Linked DNA regions of Sus scrofa: region 2 is linked to region 1. The links are chromatin contacts, called in public HiChIP or PLAC-seq maps. All regions are on one chromosome and are shown on one strand. Each heading gives the region's core, a stretch centred on a gene start, on an enhancer-like site or on the middle of the called end of the contact. The rest is flanking DNA. Distances are from core to core; before and after follow the strand shown.

Region 1 (7,736 bases), core at 2,702-5,201:
AGTTGGACTCTTAACCCACTTCACGACAGTGGGGACTCAAATCCACCATAATTAATACAAGTAAATGTTTGCCATACATTAGAAGTAATGGACTCCTTTGCGACTTCAGAAAGAAGAAAATAGGGCGAAGTACGATTAAACTCACCTGTAAAATATTCCAAATAGCCTGGCTAATGTCAACATCCACAAATGTCATTCATTCCACACACTCTGACCAAGCCATATCCTATTAAAAAACAAAAAAGAAACTGTTCAAAGAGAAGATCAGGAAGCATTTGACATAATGATTGGACCACAATAAAATATTTATGATTCTCTCTTTCATTCAGGAAACTATTTGATACCATCACGGAGGGAATAAAGTTGGAAGCAAGGAAAGAGTATTGACGTCAACCCATATTATGCGAGCGAAATAAATATTGAGAGAATGTTTAGAGAGTCCTGTGACCATGAAACATGTGTATATTCACTTTGAACTAACACACCAGGAAAATGTGACAGTGTTATTTGACAGCTGACGCATTTTTTTAAAGTGGATTTCGTATTACGGAATCAGAGTATTACCTTGATGTCTTTATTGGAAGAGTAATTTTGAATGCTATTATTTAACTTTTAAAAAAACCTACTAATTCTGTATTATTCCACCATTCCCCAGGCACAATTCTGCCTCTGCAGGAAATACACAGATATCAATCCAATATTAGTGGAGGTTCTATTTCATTTGTCTGGTTATAGTTCAGTGGTGGAGGCCAACATTTCAGAAAGAATAGTAAAGAGATACTAGGAGCCAAAGAAAACTTTGCCCCCTCTATTTTTGAGCAAGCACAGGCAAAAAACCAAAAATTAACTGAATTAATATAAATTAAAAACTGAGAGAGAGAATAGAATATGAATTTAGCAATACGTAACTCTGGGAAGAGCCCATCAATTTCAAGATGATCTCATTTAATTCCAATCAGTACACCAATTCTTTTTTATTTTTTTGCTTTTTATGGCCACGCCTGTGGCATATGGAAGTTCCCAGGCTAGGGGCTGAATCAGAGCTGCAGCTGCCGGCCTACGCCACAGTCAGGACAACACCAGATCCGAGCCACATCTGTGACCTATGCTGCAGCTCTCGGCAATGCCAGATCCTTAACCCTCTGATTGAGGCCACGGATAGAACCCACATCCTCATGGAGACGATGTCAGGTTCTTAATCTGCTGGGCCACAGTGGGAACTCCCAGTACCCCAGTTCTTACAACGTGTCTCTTCCTGTGACATTACAGTCCTCTCAGTATCTCACACTGTTTTAATTTTTATTTGCTTTTTTTAGAGCCACACCCAAGGCATAGGGAAGTTCCTTGGCTAGGGATCGAATTGGAGCTACAGCTGCCGGCCTACACCACAGCCACAGCAACACAGGATCTACACCACAGCTCACAGCACCACCAGATCCTTAACCCACTGAGGGAGGCCAGGGATGGAACCCGAGTCCTTATGGATGCTAGTAGGGTTCCTTACTGCTGAGCCACGATGGGAACTCCCACTCTCACACTATTTTTACTCTCTGGTTTCTTGCTTTCAGGAATGAGGAAGTGCTCCAAAAAGGGCGAAGGGCTGAAAAGCCATCTTTCTCATTGACCTTTTATCTACATGCAACATAGAGTTTAAGTGGTGTAATTCGTACTTGAAAAATTACAGTAGATTTCAAATTCTTCTGAATTCCCCTAGACTGCAGGGAAAAAAGAGAGCTTCTCCAAGACCAAAGGTACAGAAAACATCTTAAAGGAAGTCTACTTTGGTGTCAGAATCCTACCATGTGATATGCAATCCTTTGGATTATTAAGGAAATAGATGGGTTTTTTTTTTTGTTTGTTTTTCCTCCCAGCTTATTTCCACCAGTGACTCTGTCTGTTGCAAAAGTTCCCACAAAAACAAAACATATTGGAGTTCCTATTCTGGCTCTGTGGGGTTAAGAACCCAACATAGTGTCTGTGAAAATGCAGATTTGATCCCTGGCCTCGGTCAGTGGGTTAAGGATCTCGTGTTGCCACAAGCTGTGGCATAGATCACAGACGTGGCTTGGATCTGGCATTACTGTGTCTGTGACGTAGGCCTGTAGCTGCAGCTCTGATTTGATCCCTAGCCTGGGAACTTCCATATGCTTCACTGCAGGCATAAAATGAAAAAAAAAAAAAAATGATCAGAAGGAGAGTAGAATAAAGCATAACCCAGGACCCACCAGACTAGAGAAGGGCATGCCATTAGAGGCTGCTGGGCAGCAGAAATGGCAACCTGAGAATCCTTAATAATGAGACGACGACGGAGAGAGATCTCCCAAGTGGAAGCTTCGATGATCCAACTCCAGGTTAAAACGAATTTTAAAATGGTATGCAGTGAGAACATGAGTTATATAGCATAGCTCCTATCCATCTGCCGAATTAAAGACAAACCTGCACAGGTGTCTGGGAAGGATGCTATAGCAGTGGTGCAGGTTTGGGATCTCCCTGCATCCCTATATGTTAAGTAGGCAGAACAACAAGGTGGGAAAACCAAGGAGTTGTTGAGAAAATATATCTGTGTAAAGACATAAAGACACGGAGCCATAAGTCGCATGGATGCCAGAGAAAGCAGTGACCCAAACAGGGAGAACAGACACTTCCAGGAACTCGGGTCTGGAAGGCGCCTGGTGTGTTTGAGGGAGATAGCGGGGGACAGCGGAGGAGAAATTGAGGAGGTGAGGCAGAGAGGCAGAGAGGCACTCAGGGTGGTAGGGAGGAGGCCAGCCCATCCCTGGGCTTTGCTTTCAATGCCATGTGAGGGGGAGAAACTGGACACTGCTTAGAAGGTTCTAGGCACTGGAGTGGTGCCCTGTGCTCAGCGTGATCCCTCTAACTGCCATCGTAAGATGTAATTAGGTGAACTACTCCCAGAGAGCGAAGGAAAAAGATATGTTAAAACCATAGGATCAGCGTTCCCAGTGCGACTCAGCAGGTTAAGAGCCTGACTAGTATCCATGAGAATGCGGGTTCGTTCCCTGGCCTTGCTCAGTGGGTGAAGAATCCAGCGCTGCAGAAAGCTGAGGTCGCAGATGCGGCTCAGATCTGGCATTGCTGTGGCTGTTGTGTAGGCTGGCAGCTGCAGCTCCGATTGGACCCCTAGCCCAGGAATCTCCATATGCCACAGGTGCAGCCCTCAAAAGAAAAGGAAAAAAAAAAAAAGTAAAAGTATACGATGAAACATTCCCCCCCCCAAAAAAAGTATTTATCCTGGGATTCAGGGGACAGGAAAAGGGAAATTTGTGTGTGGGTTTTCTTCTTTCCACGCCTCTGATTTACCTATTACAATGGAAAGCATTACTTTTTAAGTAAGTATAATCGTAGATAGACAGCTGATAGAGAGATGTGTTAACTTCCTGTGTTCCAGCTTCCATATTCTGTACAATCCATCTCCAGTGGTCCTTAAAAGTCATCCCCCAGGAACTGTTTTTGGTCCTCCCCCAAGTCAGTCTTCTTATTCTGGGGCAGCTTTTATTGTGGAACACGTTTCCCCCACTGGGATCTCAATTCTCTTTCCTTGTAACTTCTCGCCAACCTATCCTCGTTTTAATTATTTAGCAGACACGGAAAATGGGCTTAATTATGCTTTTACATCTGCTTGCCGTGGAAAGGTACCTGGGCTCGGAGACGCCTAAGAACATTTTGTAAATTTCACTTTCCTGGAGGCTGGTCCTGCGTTGGTGGACAGGGCTCAACAGAGACGTAAGAGGAAGAAATACACAATGAAGGAAGGGTAGTGGGAACACGTACTTCTCTGGAATATAAAAAGAAACTCGCATCTCCTATTAGGCAATCTTATAAAACCGTAAGTGACACGGGGAAGTTATTGGGAAATGTGAGGTCCTAGTAGGCTACTGTGGGCAGCACCACTGAAGAATAATTGAGAAATTCAGCCTGGAGAGGACTTCACACCCTCTTGTTGGTTTCAGAGTGGACTGCTTTTCTTACGAGAATTATTTTTAGAAACGTTATCTCATATCTTCCGTGCTTGTATTATTTTTTTTCCTTTCTAATTTTACACCTGACTGCCCTGAGTGGGTGTGTGTGTAGGAGGGGTGGGAAGTGAAAGGACCAAGTGGTAGTTGCACAATACAAAGGAATACAAATTGCTTAGACTCACATTGCTTAGACTCTTCTCACGAAATTCTCAGGCTGCTACTAAGTGGACTTACGCAATGCCTTTTAACAAATGGAAGAGCACTTCACTAATTGCATACTATTATTAGAGGGTGAGTTCAGTGAAAATAAGGGAATATAATATTTATAAATAAATGCAAGGTGTGTTGATTATGCTTGGTGAGAAGAACCTAGAAGATGTGAGAGATGGAGAAGAAAACAGAGAATGCCTTAAAACATGAAACTTTGTTTTTCATGAGTGAGAAGCTATGCCTCTACCTGAACAGACAGTATCCTATCGTCTTAGGAAATGCTTTCTCTAATACAGACTTTGGTTAAGAAAGCTTTTATGGGTGTTCTCGTTGTGGCTCCGTGGGTTGAGAACCCAATATAGTCTCCGTGAGGATGTGAGTTCCATTCCTGGCTTTGCTCAGTGGGTTAAGGATCTTGCATTGCCACAAGCTGGGGCAGATCTGGCTTTGCCGTGGCTGTGGCGTAGGCCTCAGCTGCAGCTCCAATTCGACCACTAGCCCAGGAATTTCCATATGCTGCAGGTGTGGCTGTAGAAATAAAAATTAGGAAAAAAAAAAAAAGTTTTTATGTTTTAGTTTATGTAAGGGATGGGACTGAAGTTATATAGAGCTGAAAATGTTTTCTTGTTCTCCAGAAGTCGCTCGTGGAAAAACACATGCAAACACAAAACATACATCACCAAATCTACACGTGCAAATGCACAGTCAAATCCCAAATGCTGGTGGTGCAAGGCAGACTGATCAGAACAATAGGTTCCACAGAGTTAGTGGAGAGAGATGGTGAAAATGACAAATACATTCATTTCCCACGAGAAATGATGACTCTTTGCTTACCCCAAAAGTCACCCAATTTCTTTTCCCCAAACAAGGCTGAAACCCAGAAGAAACACAAGCAAAAAGTCTGCTCTGTTTTTAAGGCAAATATTAGAGTAATAACCACAGCTACCACCTTCATGTTGGTTGAGCACTTTCTAATTTCCAGGAACAGTGCTAAATACGTGATGTACTTTAAATGAATTAATTCACTCACTCAACCAATCCAATCTGTCAGAGAATGCAGTGCCTGGTAGGAAAGCAGTTGGTCCCCAAGCAGGTCTCCTTGTCTCTCCCATCCAAACGTTACAACCAGTAGCCTCCAAATTGGCTGTGCACATCTCTGCAGGTGTATCAGATGGTCTACTTGGGTGTGAGAGGAAAATCTGAAAGAGGTTCATTTCAGTTTGGGTGTTTCTTTCTTTAAAAATTGTTTTTGTGTGTCATATACAAAATGCATAATATTGTAAGCTTATAAAGTTTATAAATATAAAAATTTACATACTGTAGGTTGTGCTCAAAATATGTGATGTTAGGAATGTATAATCTAAGAAGTTTTTAAAAGAATGCTTCAAGTATTAAGCCATATGGCTCCAAAATTTACACCAATCCCCAAAGCATGTACACATTTCTTTTAGAAGTTCATTTTTAGCACATTTCTATCAATTTGGTTAAGCCAAATAAAAATCTCCTTGTAAAATCCAATTTCAATTTCACATTTTAGAAAAATTGGTAGCAATGCTGCTATTGTAGTAACCCAAATCCCTAGATTAGAATTGCAGATTTCAAGGGGGAAAGTGATTACTGGAAGCAAAATATTATCTAGAAGTTTGAACTGACAGAGGTCAAAATATTTTTATAAACTGTTATAAATAGCAAATATTAAATCTTTTAACCAGTCCGTTTGAGGCCATTTAATGTATATTTCACTTTATTGTAACAAGATACATCAGACAAAAAACTAAATGAGGGCCCTTCTTGAAATTTTCCCCTTCTGCTCAATATTTTCTAAGAAAAAAATCAGAATACTGTATTTGAGAAAAATATATAATACAGTGGCTGAGTGTACACATTAAAATGCATGGCAATAACAGCTATTATGATGATGCCATATTAGTTTCTTATTACTGCTGTAATAACCTACCCCAAACCCAGGGGTGTAAAACAATCCAAATTTATTATCTTCCATTTCTGGAGGTCAGAGGTCTTAAATGGGTTTTCTGGGCTAAAATCAAGGTATCTGCAGAGCCGTGTTCTCTCTAGAAGAGCTCAGGGAGGATATGTTTTCTTAACTCTTCCGGCTTCCCAAGATCCCCTGCATCCTCTGGTTTGTGTGCATGTTCAAAGCAAATCACTTCAACCTCCGCCTCTGCCATCATGTCACCTTCGCCCACTCTGACTCTACATTCCACTCTTACACTGGGGCATTGGGTAGTCTGGAATAATCTCCCTGTCGCAAGCTCCTAACTTAATCACATCTGCAAAATCTCCTTTACCTTAAAGGTAACATATTCTTCAGTTCCAGGGTTTAGGATATGATATCTTCGGGGAGCCAATGATTCAACCTCCTGCATAATTTGAATGCTTTGTGCAAAGATGCATGTCCATCTCACAAACAAAATACATTCGTCTCCACCCAATGACCCCCAAAGTCTCAACCCATCACAGCATCAAATATAATCCAAAATCTCCTCTGAGTCTTATGGCTCCAAAGTCCCAAATCACATCATCTAAATCATCTACATGAGGTAGAGGTGAGGCTCTGTGTATAATCCATCACGAGGCAACATTCCTCCCCATCTGTGAGCCTGTGACACTGGGACAAAACATTATCTGCTCCCAACTTACAATGGTGGGGCAGACATAGGATAATCATTAATAATTTTAAATAGTCTTCATCCAAAGGAATAAAGTGGAAGGACAAATAAATCGTCACTGGTCCCAAGCACTTTATTTATTTATTTATTTTTTTTTTGTCTTTTTGCTATTTCTTGGGCCGCTCCTGTGGCATATGGAGGTTCCCAGGCTAGGGGTCCATTCGGAGCTGTAGCCACCGGCCTACGCCAGAGCCACAGCAACGTGGGATCCGAGCCACGTCTGCAACCTACACCACAGCTCACGGCAACGCCGGATCCTTAACCCACTGAGCAAGGGCAGGGATCGAACCCGCAACCTCATGGTTCCTAGTCGGATTCGTTAACCACTGCGCCACGACGGGAACTCCATTTTTTTTTTAATTTTTTTTTTTTTGCCAAGCACTTTAATAAAATGGAAGGAAAAAATAGTCACCAGTCCCAAGCAATTTTGGAAATTAAGCTGGGCAAACTCTATTAGAGTTCAAGTCCTGGGAATAATCCTCTGTGCTTGACTGCCTGTCCTCTGACCTATGGCTCTGCTCTCGAGTCATCCTTCCTTTATTGTGAAAGATAGACTATCCTTAGAACCAAATGGTTTCATCACCCTGTTTCCTGCCTTGTAGACGTTTGGGGTTCAGATAGCCTTCCTTCATTTAATCTTCTCTTTGTCCCTTTCCGTCCAAGCTGGTGGTGTTTCCAATGATATAACATTCTAAAAAACCCGTGTGAATCTCCCATTTGTATTGGGGGATTCAATTCATTAGACAAGAGGTTTCTTCACAGATTTTTATTAGATAAGCACATCTGTATCCCTGGCCCCTGTTGACATGGATGATGGGATTTGTCGTTCATGCACTTAATCTCTGCAAAGAGGTTC
Region 2 (7,736 bases), core at 1,434-3,933, 270 kb before region 1:
TCTTTTTTCTAGCATCCAGTCTGGCAGCATGTATCCGTACTCCTGATGACTCCTTGAAGGCCAATCATAGTTTCTCAATAAGACACCAAACCCCAGGCCACTTTCTCTGAATTGTCCAGACTTGCTTATTGCAGCCACTGTAGTTTACATAACACAGTGTTACTGTGTGTTCTCTTCTGTGGTTCACCAAAAGGAGCACAAATTTACCAACATGTTCCCAAACCAGCACTGGTTATCATATGTCCTCTGTCTATATTCTCAATGTGGGAGGTTATTGGGTTCCTTTCTGTTTCTCTTTGGCAGTTTCCAAACTCATGTACCTGAACTACCCAGCAACAATTCAAGTATTCAGTGAACCATATAAGACCAAATCATGGTATATTTGTAAATATGATACCCGACATCCCTTGCAGTCGGGTGTCATGTAATCAACTGTAGCACAGCATCCTGGGAGGAAATTAGTGGCTTTTGAATTGCTGTTAGCACTGACTCTGATGAAAATGCAATCTTACGTAATTTAAGCTTGGCCTCGGTAAAATGGTTAGGCTCTAACATTTCTTTCTGTACTTTTTTTTTTTTTTTTTTTTTTTTTTGTCTTTTTAGGGCCGCACCCACAACAAATGGAAGTTCCCAAGCTAGGGGTCAAATCGGAGCCACGGCCACAGCAATGCCAGATCCGAGCCACATCTGTGACCTACCCCGCTGCTCACGGCAACAAGGGATCCTTTACCCACTGAGAGAGGCCAGGGATGGAAACGGTGTCCTCATGGATACCAGTCGGGTTCATTTCTGCTGAGCTATGATGGGAACGCCATGCTCCTACATTTCTAAAACCCATGTTTCCCACTTTTTCCTAAATCTGAAATAGATGACATGGATGCCCTCTTGCTAGTGGTTTTGAGGGCTGGCCTTCCTCAACCAGTAGCAGCCAAAAATACCTAATCCAAGGGCCGTTGTTCTGTCTGAGTACATTTACCTGCCTCACATTGAATTGACCACTTTTCTTTCTTGATTTCTTAAAATCACTAAGAATAAAGGCACACAACTTTCTAGAAAGAGGGAACAATCTGTTCTTCTGATTCTCTGATCAAGCAATGATAAGTACTTAATATGCTTATCAAAATGAGTGATTTTTATGCATATATTTTTAAGCTGGGCAATAAATACTAAGATCTGAAATAATATCATTATGTTGTTTACTCCCTCACATCAAACTCTGCCACTTGAGATAGGTTTACAGATAGGGCTTTGTTTTGTTTTTGTTTTTTCAAATGTGAAGAAAATTTATTTTGAGCCATTAATGTGCTTTTACTCGGCCCCTGTTTATTTTCTTTTAAAGCTTTTTTTTTTCTTTTTTCTTTTTAGGGCCGCACCCGAGGCATAAAGAAGTTCCCAGGCTACGGGTCAAAAATGGAAGATAAGCTGCCAGCCTACACCACAGTCACAGCAACGTGAGATCCGAGCTACATCTGTGACCTACCCCCCAGCTCTTAGCAACGCTGGATCCTTGACCCACTGGGATCCTGCAGCTTCATGGATCCTAGTCAGGTTCATTAACCACTGAGCCACTGCGGGAACTCCTCTTATAAAGTTTCATCACCCATGATATATCCCTCCAAAAAAACCCCAGTGGGTCAAGTTGAGCCCAGGCTGGATGGTACAGATGTGTCTCCTAACATTAATCTGTAATCAAAGGTAAGTTCACTTTCGAGGCCACCCTGCCTGGAGGCGGGTGGCACCATATTTATCTACCAAGAGTCTCCCTCGATTATGACACTTCTTGAGGAGGTCGGCTGTATCAGCACCAGTCCATGGATCCATGTGGAAAAACAGGGTCATTTCCCTGAATGACTTTTGACGTCCACCTTCCATTCTGTTCTATACATCATACACCACACGCGAGCACTTACCCTTCTTCCTCTCCCTGAAGTTTTGGAGGCTGGTCAGCAGCAGTATAGGCAACATGTAGAGCTCTGCATTGCCCTGACCCAACGAGAGCTTCCAAAACACACTCCACTTATTAGGAATATTAAGTACGTGACAAAAGTAATAACGGAAGTCACCTATTACGTAGTTATCACGACAGGGCTGTGGGCAATTGAATTTGGTTCGATTTTCGAGGATCCTCGATCTCATCTTCAGACAAATATACAAACGATATCCAGCGTCTTTCTGAATCCACTGCCAGAACAGGCAACCGTCAACCACACTTCCAAAATTTTAACCATTTATTTAAAGCATTTGAATGGTAATGACACAATGTCGGTCTCCTTTTTTTTTTTTTTTTTTTTTTAAGTAACAAAGATGGCAATTTAGCCTCAGACCAAAAAAAAAAAGGATCCAACCCACATCAAGGCTGCCCCCCACAACCGGTTCTTGGCGAATAGGAAACCGATTCTGAGTAAGTCTTCCAGCAACCTCCATCCTCAGCAATAAGCTATGTATCAGAAACCAATGGAATTAAAACAGCATGACATTTCATGTTGAAGGCAACAACTGCTTATTTCCTTATCAGAATTGGAAAGAGATAAGGTGAAACCAACAGATTTGAAATCAAACACACTTGCCCCCCAGTAACCTCGACGGAAAGCAGTTTTCTTTTCTGCAAAACTTTCCCTTGACTTGTCCGGGGCCATCAAAAGTTCCATTCGTGACACAAAGAGGAAACGATGATTCTTCACATATACTTCTATTTCAGCGATGATTGTGACATCAAGACATATTTTACATAGTAAAATGAGCAACTTAATCTTTTGCAAAAAGTGTGGTTACTTCCTTCCTGGGAGTGGAAGTTTCTGAGCGAGCCAGGAGGGAAAGGGATCCTGGTAGTTCGGTTAGCCTGCCGAGAGAAAGCCAGCCTGGCCAGTTTAGGGGAGGTGATCCTGCAACAAATGGGAATGACAGCTTCTTTCTTGATACCTTCCCAATTGGCAAGTTACTGCAGAAGAGTAGGCGGAAACACTAAAAGGAAAAAAAAAAAAAAAAAAAAAGCAGGACCACAGGCAGCTGAGCTCAAAACCATATCTCAATCACAGTATCAATTTATGTTTTCCAAGGATTTCACCGTCAGTGCTCGAAAATTATGAGATCAGAAGGCTCTCAAGTGGTTTAGTTGCCCACCTTAGGGCAGAGTGATGCCTCAATAGTGACATCAAAGAATCAGAGGAAATAAACACCAGGTGAGACTGATCTGTGCCCAAGACCTTGTTCCTTGATCCAAGGCTCCACACACTGGTGGTTTAATGAGATGTGCAGTGATACTTAAATATATTGAAATAAGTATGCTATATGTAGTATCAAAGTCTGCATTCTTCCATTTCCTCCTTTAGTCAGACTTTTGCATGGGTTCAAAGAAAGCCTCACACAGCTCCATTTCCGTACCTTCCTCCCTCCTGTTAATAGGTTGGCTTCTGTTACCTGGTTCCTGATCCCCAACAGTAAGAACAAATCAATCACCTACACACTGTGTCACATAGATCTCTCTTTAGGATATCAGCATAGAACTTGTAGGCAGGTCTACTCTGGAGAGTGAAAACCAACTCAACCAGTCATCAGCTGCTACGGAAGCCATTCCCTCCGTCATTCATTTGGATAAATATTCCCTCATTCCATCATTTATTCAACACTATCTTTGAGGCACATTTTATGTGGAACGGTTGGGAAAAGAGGAAAAATTTCCTGGGTGGAATGATTGCCCATTCTTAGTATAGAGTGATTTCTCATTCTTAGTGGAGTTTAAATGTTCACTCTAGTACTTTTTTTTTTTTTTTTTTTGCTTTTTAGGGCTGCACTTGTGGCATATGGGGGTTCCCGCCAATGGGAGCTACAGCTGCCAGCTTATGCCACAGCCACAGCAATGCAGGATCTGAGCCAGCTCTGTGACCTACACCACAGCTCACGGCAACGCCAGATCCTTAACCCACAGTGTGAGGCCAGGGATCAAACCCTCAACTTCATGGTTCCCAGTTGGGTTCGTTTCCGCTGCGCCACAACGGGAACTCCTCACTCTAGTATTAAAGGTGTATTCTCCAGTCCTGAACTCTAGAATGATGTAATCCATCTTCTCTCTCTCTCTCTCACACACACATGTATATATACACTGATTGTTATTTACCTACATAAATGGAGCTGAACATTAATAGAGAAATTGCCAAATGGATGACAATTCCAAAGCTGAATTAAGAAGCATATCTTTTCGAGTACTAATTTACCTTCCAACCTGTGTTATGTTAAAATGAATTTGCATTTGGTGAGCATATACCAGCTGTCCACTGGGATAGGAGAAGCTGGGTGGGGAAGGGCAAGGAGGAAGAAGTGGCCTCCAGTGGCCAGGGAAATAGCCAGAAGGCAAAGCAGCATTTTTCAAATGTACTCGGAAGGACCCGCAGGATACATAAGGCACATTCAGAACTGGGGGGTTCATCGTTGACTTTCTTTTATGATTATGTTTTTACCTTCATGTGTCTTTTCAAATGTGTCTTTCTTACAAAATAATTTCCCAAAGAAATTTTAAGAAATCCGTACTGCCAACGTCTGTAAGAAAGGTATATGCCCTACGCCCACACAAACATGTGGTAAATGAACTTCTGGTTGAAGTTGGTCCATTGGGTGAATAATATCTATCTATCTATCTATATACATCTATATATGTATATATCTAAACACTCGTGGATATGTAGGCACCGAATCACTTCTAATTCATTCACCAGCTTGACTCAAGCGTGAACCAGGGAATAACATAAGTTATGTGGGTATTCTCTTCCAACCAGGCAGTTGACCCTTAGGAGGGAGGTGTGGTTGTTAAAACTACAGACTGTAAACCAGCCCAGTAGACTAGGAAACATCATTTAAGAGCCCAAAGGGGGACAATGATTGCTCTCAGCCTTGCTTTAGCCTCCACCTCAGCAAGAAGAACCACGAGAAGCACTGCTGGTCTCCAGCCTCCCCATCAACCAGTGCGGAATTCTCTTTGGAGCAACGTGGTTCCATGTGATGGTCAAAAGGCCAGGCCAGAATAAACCTGCTGTAACTGTACAGTGCAGACAATTTCCTGGGGAAAACACCACTTCATTTCTGCTTTCCCTGAATCTGTTAAAAACATGTTTGTTTTGGCGTTTTTCAGGCTCAGTGTGATTTTGAGTATTCCGCAGTTTAAGAGGATTAGATTCCACCTTGTGACCAAAATGAGGACTGGGGGTAAGTGGCCGCCACAGCCTTAGGATCCTATAATTATGGGTTCAAACAGAAGGAGAAAGGTGAGTCTAGACAAACTTTACGGATTTAAGACAACATACTGAGCATGACATAAGACACAGTCTATTTTTATTTTATAGGATCCAGGCCTTCCCTGTGCTATAGACATATCATATACCAACATTTGACAAACTATGAAGGGTGGTGTATAGAAGAAAGAGTCTGAAAAAGAATAGAGGTGTGCATATGTATAACTGAATCACTTGTTGTGTTAGGAGACTATTGATTGACACGGCCCACCGTGGCCAGGCAGATAAGAGCCACTTGCAGGAGCTGTCTCATAACAGGAGGCCCTGATAAGGAACAAAGGGCTGCCCTGAAGACTAACGGGGGGTTGGGGGGGACTGGGGAGGGGCCGGTAGGAGGGAGGAGATGACCAACCTCCCAGGATCCTTGGCGCTGGAATCCATCTTGGCTGAGAGGTACATGCACCCCCACGCAGGACCCTGAGCCAGACCACGTGTGGGCCAAACAAGATGACCAGCCAGAGACAACCCAGAAATTAACCCATTCCCATAAAGCCAGAAAATGCAAGCCACATGGGTTCCTTTACCCTGCAGCGCTCCCCCCAGGCACCCCTTCCCAATAAAGACTTTTGCTGTGTTGAGCAGCACTTGTGTCTCCTGGAACAATTCATTTCTGAGTGTTAGACAAGAGCCCGCGCTCGGGCCCTGGAAGGGGTCCCCCTTTGTGCAACAGTTGTGCAGCAGAAATTATCACAACATTGTAAATCAACTATACTTCAATAAACCTTAACAAGGAGAAAGAACTTGGGAACTGGAGGGGAAGTGGGAGTTCAGCTCCTTCCCTTTCCAGAAGATACAGGGCATCAAATGGAATTTAAGGAATTTTCTCAGAGTCACACAGAGAAAAGTAACAGAGCTGCCACTAGACCTTGTGTTTTCTGAATTAAACCCCCGTACACATGCCTGGGGCATTTCTGATCCTGAGCAAAAACCCCCGAGTTTGACAAATACACACACACACACACATCTACTCCTTAAAATATAACTTTGTATATAAGAATTGCGAAATTTGTGTTTATTTGGTTTTAGAATTACTGACCAAAAGTAGCTCTGAATTGCTCACAGTAGCTCTGAACATAAAATATGAACGTGCTGAAAAAAAGGACACGCGTTAAGAGCCAATTCTTTTTCTTTAGAACAGACGAGAGAGAGTCTGAGCAATTTTCTAAATATGAACCCGCTGGAAGTGTGCCCTAGGGATCCGGCTGTGTCCCTGCTGTGGCTCGCGTTCGATTCCTGGCCCCGGAACTTCCACAGGCCACGGCAGCAGCCAAATAATAAACAAATATATACGAACCGAGCTTCCACCGCTGCTAAGGAGAATTCCTTTAATAGGACAAATCTGACATAACCCGTGTCTCTTTATCAAAGCGAGTAGGTATTTTCTCTGGGAGAATCATTATACTAAAAATAAATCACAGAAGACACGCCTAGTCCACTTGTGGAATAAGTACTTGCCCACCGTTCAAAACAAGAGCACATTTTTACACACTCGGGTTTATTCCTTGGGTTCTCTATAAACCCCAAAGGCCATAAGAGATTTCCACTCCAAAGACAGAGGGAACGCCTTTAATTAATAAGAGCTGTGTGTACAGAACCATCACACAAAGGAAGAGTGCGGTGTCACTGTTCATTCTATTTTTCCGGACGAGGTATATGATGATTAATGTTCTGTGTCTGTAATCTCTTCTGATCCTACACAGGCTTAGAAGGGGAGGAGAAGGTATGAAAGTCTGGCCCAATGCCAAATGGCAAAACTCTGTACCTTGTGGAGGGAAAGAGGAAAGGATGGTGTGTGTGTGTGTGTGTGTGTGTGTGTGTGTGTGTGTGTGTGTGTACATGAGAGAACCAGCCTCACAGAGACAGAGAGAAGATACAACTTACCAAGAAGCCTGGGTTCTATTAGGTTTATAACAGAAGTCATGGCGGCATGGTTTAGCCTCTCCCACTTGAGTTTCTCTAGGAAGTGGGGAGAAGAGGCTGAGGCCATGCAGAATGCTGATGGAACTGAGAGCCATTTGTCTCGATTTGCTACCAGCCCTACCTACCAGCCCCAAATATATATATTTTTTCTTTTTGCTTTTTAGGGCCGCACCCATGGCATATGGAGGTTCCCAGGCTAGGGGTCAAATCGGAGCTCCTGCTGCAAGCCTACGCCACAGCCACAGAAATGCGGGATCTGAGCTACATCTGTGACCTACACCACAGCTCACGGTAACACTGGGTCCTTAACCCACTGAGCGAGGCCAGGGATCAAACCTGTCCAAGTTGCATTCGTTTCCACCGTGCCACGACAGGAAACTCCCCAATCTTTTTTTTTTTTTTTTTTAAGCAAAAAAACTGTTCGAAGCTTTCCCTGTGAAGGTTGTGCTTTGTTTTCTCCAATTTTATATTTCATCTCAGCTTCAAAAGATGGGCAAGAGCAAAGCCCAGCATAGAAGGAGAAATCAGGTGACA

What was found. HiChIP or PLAC-seq counts read pairs in DNA pulled down with a chosen protein or histone mark.
Region 2: an H3K27ac HiChIP or PLAC-seq map of alveolar macrophages shows a contact between it and region 1. The contact joins two enhancer-like sites. A contact is called at or near these places in 1 of 47 Hi-C or Micro-C datasets (embryonic fibroblasts) and 1 of 2 datasets of contacts at active chromatin or transcription factors (alveolar macrophages).

What each region holds. Positions count from the first base shown.
Region 1 is chr12:10,031,851-10,039,586 of Sscrofa11.1, reverse strand. No RefSeq gene overlaps it. Among named protein-coding and RNA genes, the nearest start is that of KCNJ2, 320 kb to the left of the region's middle. Within about 2 kb of position 3,951, at least 10 of the 83 cell types and tissues checked have an H3K27ac peak or open chromatin away from gene starts, as enhancers often do. A contact at or near this core is called in alveolar macrophages, where this site is marked.
Region 2 is chr12:10,305,333-10,313,068 of Sscrofa11.1, reverse strand. No RefSeq gene overlaps it. Among named protein-coding and RNA genes, the nearest start is that of KCNJ2, 48 kb to the left of the region's middle. Within about 2 kb of position 2,683, at least 1 of the 83 cell types and tissues checked has an H3K27ac peak or open chromatin away from gene starts, as enhancers often do. A contact at or near this core is called in alveolar macrophages, where this site is marked.